Linked DNA regions of Mus musculus: region 1 is linked to region 2. Evidence: chromatin contacts called from public promoter capture Hi-C data. All regions are on one chromosome and are shown on one strand. The core of a region is the stretch at or near the end of the contact, and the rest is flanking DNA. Distances in the headings are between cores, read along the strand shown.

Region 1 (4,259 bases), core at 1,673-4,172, 92 kb after region 2:
TTCACATGGGGCAGTTGATTGGCTACTGTCATGTCTAGCCATGATGCTCTTTTCTCAGGGCTGCCGTTTCCTTCTGGAAGCCTTCATGATGCTGACACGGGACTGTCATGGCTTTGAGTGTGGTGTGCAGCCTCTTCACCAGGTTCATGCATCACCTGTGATGTAGTTGTCACTGGTGGGTTCTGAGGACAGTGCAGGCATGGCAGGAATGACTGACTGTGAGGAGAAAGGAAGAAATGCATAATGCAGTGAACTGAATGGGCAGAGCTTTGTTGGGAGGTCAAGGGAGTTCCCTTTGCAAAGGCCCTGAGGCTAGAAGTAGTAGACAAGGGTGCTCTTGGAGGCCCCTGAGGAGTCTGGACTGGGGAGTGAGGACTCTAGGAGGCTGTTGGAATTTTGAGTGCCTCAGGGATTTTGCGTAGTACTGACAGGAGAGCTTCTCCGGACTCAGGCCTTTAGTCAGTCTCTCGGGTTTACAGGCAGAGAGGCTTGAAGCAGCCTTCGGTTCATGCTTTCTGCTGTTTCTGATTTCTGGCTGTGTATTCTGAGCTGGGATAAACAGATTCTCCTCTCCAAACACTTATTTGCTACTAGAAACGAAATTGGCACATTAAGCCTCCTTTTATTACAGTTCAAGAATTTGAACTCCAGATTGATCGATTTACCCTCCCTGATTTTTGACAGTCCCTAAACTGCCTCGTGTTGTCACATTTCTTCAAATTCTTGGGTTCGAGTTTCTAAAGCACAAGAAGCCAGGAGGCCCTACTGCTGCTTTTTATGAGTCAAATCAAGTAGAATGAAAGTCTATTAAAGTCACTTGTACCCAGACTACAGATTCCTTATAGTGGTACTAAGGAGGAAAAGCAGGTATGGTGTTGAATGCCTGTAATCCCAGTGTTTGGGAGGGAGAGATGGGAGGATCAGCCAGGCCAGGTTACTTAGTTGCAGGATAGCCTCAGCTACGTCTGAAACTCACGCTCCCCATGCTCCCCCCCCCCCAAAATAACCCCCAAAACAAAAAGGACTAAATGCAAAAGAAACTAGTCACAATTCTTGGTGTATGGCCTTTTCTTCAGAGGAGCCCTCTTAGCCTCCTCCATAAAATTACCAGCAGGGAAGGCTAACACTGCCATCATTGCACTGTAGTCTCCTGTTCTCAGGAGGACGGCCCCTGTTACAGCAACTGCAGGGGCATCTGGACAGCACAACTGCTTCAGTCCAGTGTCCCCTGGGACCACTGGCTTCTAGCTCTCTTTCAAGTGAGGACAGTCTGCTCCTTGGCCAGCCATCTGTCCATGGGGAAGCTACCTCAGGGCTCCTGGGAGCTCCACCACTGGAAATCGTTTCTGAGCAGACCTCATGCAAGCCCCCCTCTCTGAATTTCCTAGGGAATTTCAAAGGACTTTTATTTGTTTGGGGGGGGCGGCAGTGGGAGGAGCTGTGTTAAGTCTTTGGAATGAGTATGCAGAAGTTTCTGAAAGATGCTCCAAAGTAGCCCTCCCCCAAATTATATATCCCTAAAAGTGCTTTAACACCCAAACTTACCTGTAAGCCCAACACTGAGGAAGCAGAAGCAAGATCAGAAGTTCCAGATCAGATTGTATTACATGAGACACTCAAAATGAGACGAAATAAGCAAAACACTACCACTAACAACAACAGAAACAACCTATGACCTAGGTCTGAATGTTGGTTTTTCTTTTGGCTTAGAACACCCTATGAAGACCAGGCTAGCCTCACTGGAGATCCACCTGCCTCTGTCTCTTGGGTATTGGGATTAAAAGGAAGCCCATCTTACCCAGCCTCTCTGGACATTTTCATATACAGTATTTTGGTAAACTTTTTTCCATTCAAAGGGTAAGTTGTTTACAGTATAATTGTTAAAATTTAACATTTGGTATATATTGCTAAATAGCTGCTCCTGATAGTTCTGTCATTTGAGACTTCCCAGCAGGTCTGTGATCCTTGACAGCCTTGGCCATCACATGTGGCATTTCCAACAATTTAAAAACAAAGCCTCTTTAAAAAAAAAAAAAAAAAACAAAACCCTATCTTTATTCTGTGCGTGTGAGTGTTTTGCCTGCATATTTGTCTACAGTGCCAGATGAGGAATCACATTCCCCTAGAACAGCAGTTCTCTACATATAGGTCATGCCCCCTTCGGGTGAGTTGAAGGACTCTTTCCCAAGTGTCTAAGACCGTCCACAACCACAGCTATTTACATTACAATTCATAACAAGAGCAAAACTAACAGTTATAAGGTGGCAAGCAAAATAATGTTATGCTTGGGGTAACCACAGCCTGAGGAGCTGTATTAAGACTGCAGCATGAGCAAGGCGGAGAACCACGGCCCCAGACCAGAGTTATGAACAGTTGTGAACCATCATATTGGGTGTGAGAAGCTGAGTCCGGTCCTCTGCAGGAGCAGCCGGTGCTCTTAAGGTTGTGCGTGCCACCTGCACAAGCATCAGGGAGTTGGACTGCATTGTTTTTCACCACTGGCCTTTCATCTGAGCCTGACGACACAAGCCTTGCCAGTCTGCAAATTCATAAGCCACGCTTTCAGGGAATTTGTCTTGTCTGTCTAGTGGTCTAAGAAATTTGTATAACATCTTTAGACTATCAACTACATGATGTGTCAGCCTTATTAGATGAGCATTTTAGGACTTCTTTCATCCTTGAGCTCTCTGGTTTATGACTGCTCTGTTGTAGTTTTTAGTGTTTCTATTGGTTTTGTGTGTGTGCATACACACACACACACACACACACACACACACACACACACACAGTCGAGCATGCTGGAGAAGTGTGACTTAGCCACTTGTCAAGGTGGGCATTGACCAAGCCAGTTCAGTCAGTCAATCAGGTCTCAAGAAAAGGGAGCAAGGATTGAGAAGAAAAAGACATTAGACAGAACTATCACGTGACTTGCAGCCAGTCGTGTGCTGAGGCAGAAGCAGGTTTATTAACTGCCCACCCCACCCCCCACCCCATCTGCTTTTATACCATTTTAAGTACATGCAAATAATAAGGTCAGTTCTAGGTTAAGAAACAAACAAGGCAATAAGCACAAATAGTCAAGGAACAAACAAGGCATTAAATGAAGTTCCATGATCTCTAGTTCTAGGGGTTTATCGGGTTGACCAAGATAAAAGAAAGCCTCATTCCTGGGCTGAGTTTACCTTGAGCTTTGTTTTAGCCCAAATGTAAATATTCTTATCTGAGCCTACTTCCCTGTCCTAGCCCAAAGTCAGATTGTACTTACTTGCCCTGGCCCAGGGTCAAATTCCTGCCAAGTTTCTAAAAGTGGCCTCAAAAGCTCTCCACAGAACTTGCACTTGTTAGCATTGTAATGCTGAGGCAAAATGGCAGAGAAAACCAGTTTAAAGGGAGGTTAACCGTGCCTCTGTAATTGCTTGGATCAGTGTTCCTGGGCCTATGGTGAGGCAGAATAGAGACAGGAAGGGTTGGGGTTCAGAACTGCACTTCACAGATGCCTCAGTGACAGGCCCCTGCTAGAGCTGCCTCCTGGTGACACTCAGCTATGACCTTGTAGACTCTGCTGAGGTTTCTCTATACAATGGCTATCTGGCAGACGCTCCCTAAAATACCAAGTGCCATTGTTGAAGGTGGGCCCTCAAGGTCAGTCACCTATCTAAAGCCTGTCTGCTGTGAGTAAATCCTTAACACCCGAGCCTTCACAGAAGACTCTGCTATCCACATCTTAACAGAAGGAATTTGTGGGTATCTTCCTGTCTCTCCGGTTGCTATTTAACACTTGGAGGGGGGTGGTCTGTGAGGTGGCTCAGTGAGGAAAGTGCTTGCTGTGCAAACCTACTGGCCTGTGTCTGAGCCCCAGAGCACACATACAACGCAAGGAAAGAAAGGATCCCCAGAGTCTGATGTCTGCACACACCATGGCATGTGTGCACTGCCGTGCCATGCACACAGTCAATTAATAAAGTGCACTTAAAAATCCTTTCCGTGGATACTCGTGAGGGGTATAAGACTGGTCTGAACATTATGTCAACCTTTATGTTGGAGGGACAATGTGGAGCATATGACTTCTTCAGCATCCACTTCTACCCCTTTGGAGGGGTCTGAGGCTACCCTTTTTGTTACCCCATGGAAGGAAGTGGTTTTCCTATTAGATTCTAGGAAGTTTTTCAATTTTACCAATTTTTTTTGCATCTGTTTATTTGTGCAGCATATGTGCGGGCATGCAAGTGTCTTGTGAAAAGGTCGGAGAACAGACAACC
Region 2 (4,505 bases), core at 1,622-4,121:
AGTGTTCATTTCTTCTCTAAGAACCTGCCTATAAGATACTGGATGAAGGGAATTCGGAAACCAGCTCTATCACTTGCAGGCTAGGTGACTTTGTACGTTCTTTTCCTCCTCCATCCCTCTGCTTTCTTAGCTGGAAATAGAGATTGTACGGATGCCTACTTCACTCCTTCACTTCAACTGTTAAATGCCTTAAGGCCTGTGAGTGGATCTGAGCAATGCTGGGTTCATCCTGAGTGCTCAGAGTTGCCTCGGCTTTCTTTGCAATGATGTACTTCTCTGGGATTCAGTCCTCTAATGACCATGCTGCCATGGGGTTGACACTTTTAATCTTTCAAATCCATAAGTGCCCGGGCCTGGCAAACCTGAATTAACCTTCCTTTAGCTGCCGCCGCTCCCTTCACTTCAGGGTGTTCTGTGCTTATAGAATTTCCATACTGTATTCAACCTGAAAGACAAAGTTCTTCCCTACCAAATTATTGTCCAGTTTAATGACCTAGGGCCAACTTGACTTCTGATCCCATCTCCTGTCTTTTTTTTCTTTTTGAGATTTTATTTATTTATTATATGTAAGTACACTGTAGCTGTCTTCAGATCTCATTATGGATCGTTGTGAGCCACTATGCGGTTGCTGAGATTTGAACTCAGGACCTCCAGAAGAGCAGTCGGTGCTCTTATCCGCTGAGCCATCTCACCAGCAACCCCATCTCCTGTCTTACGATTTAAGCCCTGGGTCTTGAGATATCTGTAAACTATGCCAGGGTCCCTTGTGTTTTTCTACCAAGGACGAAAGCCTGTCCCTGTCCTCAGCAATCAAAAAAAAAAAAATCTATCAAATTGCTGGGACCCAATTTTCTGATTGAGTTTTTATAGTACAGTATGGATCACCTTCCTCTAAGTTTCCTGCAAGAGATCTTGTACAGCTACTGGCCTAGAAAACCTGAACTTGGCCGCATCTCAACACTTTCTCTGACCCAGTTCTAACCCATCAACTCAGGGAGATCACAGCCAGTCTTCCTGATCCTTTCCCTGTGTGCGAATATTGTAGGCCCATTATTACTTGTGCTAAATAAACCTGGACTTCTTGGCACACTTCTCCTGCCATGTGGCAGAGTCATTTGTTGGCTCAGTTCGGGAGCATGGCGAGACTCAGTAGCAATGGGATGCCAGTCTCACCCTAGTGTTCCAGATGGTACTTGCCGCCCCCAAGTGTGCCTGCAGAGCTACAAAACCTTTTGCCAAGGAAGGGAGCCTTGGTGTGGCCTACAACAACACAGTGAGGTCAGTTGGTCAGGTGCATACTTCAGATTCCTGGAACCGATCCAGTCATTGTCTCCACGCTGAGCTTCGGAGGGTGCCACTGCTCATTAATCAGCATCCCACAGCATCCCTGCCAGAAGAAGCAAGGACAAGCAGAGGCACTGAGAAAGATCAGGGGACAGCTCCAGGGGGATCTGCGAGAGGACCAGTAGTTCCTGGCTCTTCCATTATGAATGTGTGGCCATGGGCTAGCAAGTTACTGTTGCCCAGAGTCCCCAGAATCACCTCTGAGACCACCAAGACTTCATACCACCATCAGTGCTAGGTAAAAATTAAAAGTAGAATATTTGGCAGAACAGCACATGTGTCTGCCTCTAACCCAGTGCTGCTTCCACTTCCTCCTCCTCCTCCTCCTCCTCCTCCTCCTCCTCCTCCTCCTCCTCCTCCTCCTCCTCCTCCTCACTGTTATAACTTCTGCAGGGAACCCGGATGGATCAGAAGTTCCTTGGGGAAAATTAGCATGACCTGGTACAAAACAAAGCCCACAGAACTAAGTATCCCCCCAAGCTACTTCCTCAAACACATTAAACTGGTATCAAGTTACTGACTGGGTAGTTCGGACTGGCTCAACCAGCCCTCGGTTTGAGGAAGTGAAAAGAGGAACCACTGTCTTTGGGAAGGACAAAAAATTGGGAACCTAAGGAATACACAAAGGCAAGTTTAAAGCCTGGAAATAAATACCTGGCAATGGTAGGTGTTTTTAGAAGATCCCAGGTTGGGAAGGTGGCTGGGTCAGTAAAGAGCTTGCTGCTCAGATATGAGCAGTTTCTAAGCAAGTAGATATTCGGCTCAGAATTTTGTACTCATGCCAAGGAATGGACCAAAATTCCCCTTGACTCTCTATTCTACAAGGAACCAGTGCTCCTCCCATTCCTGAATAAAGTGTTCCAGGAGGGGCAGAGGCCAGTGTGGGAAGTCTGGCAGGAAGATGTCTCCTTTGACACTTGAATGACAGCGCAGCTCTCCGGGCTGGTTCTCTCGAGTGACCCTCTCCTCTCCCCGCTGGCAGGCTTCTCTCTTCGGAATAAAGGATAGGGCAGGGCTCCTCTCTGGTGTCTGCGGCTGGAGATAAGTCCTTGATGACTCCAATTTGGGAGATACATTTCCTATTTATGAGGAAGCCACGCACCCCCTGCCCCAGCAGGAGGGACTGGTCTCCCACCCTTGGCAACAGTGGGAAGTGACTCCACCCACCCTTCCCCAGCCCTGGGGGATTCCAGCAGTTGAAAGGTCTGAGCTGGAAAGATAAACATCACCGCTTATCCCTCACTCCCTCATTGTTCCCCTTGGAAAACAGAAAAGGAACCGGGAAGGGAAAGAGGCTGCACGGAAATCCATCCGTGGGGTTGCTAAGGGAAACAGCCTAAAATGGTACTGGGGGGATCCTCCCTTCCTCCTCTCTGACACCCTCATCCACCCATTCAGCAAAAGAAAGAAAAAAAAAAGAAATCCCAAACTTTGCTTCCTACTTCCAAGAGGAAGCGTCAGTCCCTAGGCCCTGTCTCAAACCTTAAAGTCACAAAGTTAAGTACAAGATTGCCAGGGGAGACCTGATTTTCTGTTACTTAACAGCTCTGTAGCCTGGTTACCTGTTCCAAAAAAGGGAACCTGCTAGCCTGCCTCTCTCTTAACTTTGTTCAACACAAGCGCGGGAATCCTTAGCCTCAAGCAAATGCTTCCTGTGTTGTAAGAAACTCAACTCTTAATGCTCTTTCCAAATGCAGAGGGCGAATTCTTTGTTCCCCTACAAACCCTCATTTGAACTGTTTTCTCTGTCGGAGAAGCTCGGCTGCTGAAATCCTTTCCATCCTTCCTAGCAAATCCTGAAATCTCTCTCTAAGAAGCCAGCGCCGTTCTGACAGATCATGGCAGAATCAATCTCCTCTCTACTGGACTCCTCAGCCTTCTGCTCTTCACGGCTCTCTGGTTTTAATTAATTAAGGTTTAATGTTATTTTATTTTATGTGTAGGAGTATTTTGCCTGCTTCCATGTGTGTGCCTGGTACCTGTGGAAGCCAGAAGAAAGTGATACAGTTACCTAGGCCTGGAGTTACAGAGGGTTGTAACCCACCCTGTGGGAGCTGGGAACTGAATCCTGGTCCTCTAGAAGAGCAGCTAGTGCTTTTCACTGCTAAGCCATCTTTCCCACTCCTGTTGTCAGGTTTGTGGCACAACCTGAAATTCAAGCTCTTTACATACCAGCCAGAACCCTCAACAGACCAACTGATTCATTTATGGCCAGAACCATTTCCTCACTACACCCATTGCCTGGCACTCAGCCTGGGCCATGGTTGTGGTAGAGGTGACTGTAAAAAGGGTTAGCGCATGGTGGCACATCCCTTAAACCCTGCACTCCGGGGAGGCAGGGTAGAGGCAGGAAGATATCCGAGAGTTTGAGGCCAGCCTGATGTACATTGGGAATTCCAGGACAGCCCCGGCTATATTGTGAGACCTTGTCTCCACATTAAAAATGAAAGAAGAAAGCAGCAGCAGCAGCCTCAGCAGCAGCAGACAGAGTTGCTCATCCATGCCAAGCATATGTGTTTCTATGCATGGGTTTGTTCAGAAAAAATTTATACCTCGCTATTTCCCAAAAGAGTTTAAGAAAACACCAAAGGCCCAGTGTAGCTAGAAGAACAGCCAGAGTGAAAACAGCTCAGTGTGTCTCGGGGCACCTGGGATGAGTTGTTTACTACAGTTGAGTGCTGGATTTATCTCTGCCTTTCCTGGATGAAAGGGAAATGTGCTGGCGCATACACTTTTCATTGTACAACGGCTTTGGAATCGAACTGCAAAGAGAAAATTTTCCTGGCGCTGTCTTCAAGGAGAAATTCATCAAGTGGGCCTTTATATAACAAACATGAGGTAATAGGAGAGCAGCATCTCCAGGGAGGCATCACCAAAGGGAAGCTGAAGACTTTCAACGCACAGCTCTTTGTGAGTGTGGTGGTGTACGGGTGTGTACCTGTTCCTGTGTGAGTGTCACCAAAGTGTGGTGGCCAGTGGTCAACAACATCAGATATCATCCTCTATCGTGTGTGTGTGTGTGTGTGTGTGTGTGTGTGTGTGTGATGTGTGTGCATGTCTGTGATGTCTGTGTGTGTGAATGGGACTGGGCATACCAAGGACCATACCTGAGAGCAGAGAACCACCTTGAATGTTGGCCTTCACCTTTCCCCCTTGTCTGA

What was found. Promoter capture Hi-C pulls out the DNA fragments that hold promoters and counts their contacts.
Region 1: a contact with region 2 is called in a promoter capture Hi-C map of embryonic stem cells, with 4 times the contacts expected there. The contact joins two enhancer-like sites. A contact is called at or near these places in 9 of 39 promoter capture datasets (the HPC-7 cell line, cranial neural crest, embryonic stem cells and 6 more), 2 of 15 datasets of contacts at CTCF or cohesin (the NIH/3T3 cell line and large pre-B cells), 5 of 484 Hi-C or Micro-C datasets (Sertoli cells, cerebral cortex, embryonic stem cells and 2 more), 9 of 115 datasets of contacts at active chromatin or transcription factors (bone marrow-derived macrophages, embryonic stem cells, heart atrium and 2 more) and 3 of 9 other capture datasets (adipose tissue, liver and macrophages).

What each region holds. Positions count from the first base shown.
Region 1 is chr7:83,899,484-83,903,742 of GRCm38.p6, forward strand. Mesd (mesoderm development LRP chaperone) reads left to right here. Exons shown (of 3, transcript NM_023403.4): 3 at 1-828. Among named protein-coding and RNA genes, the nearest start is that of Mesd, 9.3 kb to the left of the region's middle. Within about 2 kb of position 2,923, at least 21 of the 459 cell types and tissues checked have an H3K27ac peak or open chromatin away from gene starts, as enhancers often do. A contact at or near this core is called in embryonic stem cells, where this site is marked.
Region 2 is chr7:83,808,025-83,812,529 of GRCm38.p6, forward strand. No RefSeq gene overlaps it. Among named protein-coding and RNA genes, the nearest start is that of Gm39043, 3.8 kb to the right of the region's middle. RefSeq lists an enhancer at 3,894-4,505. Within about 2 kb of position 2,872, at least 102 of the 459 cell types and tissues checked have an H3K27ac peak or open chromatin away from gene starts, as enhancers often do. A contact at or near this core is called in embryonic stem cells, where this site is marked.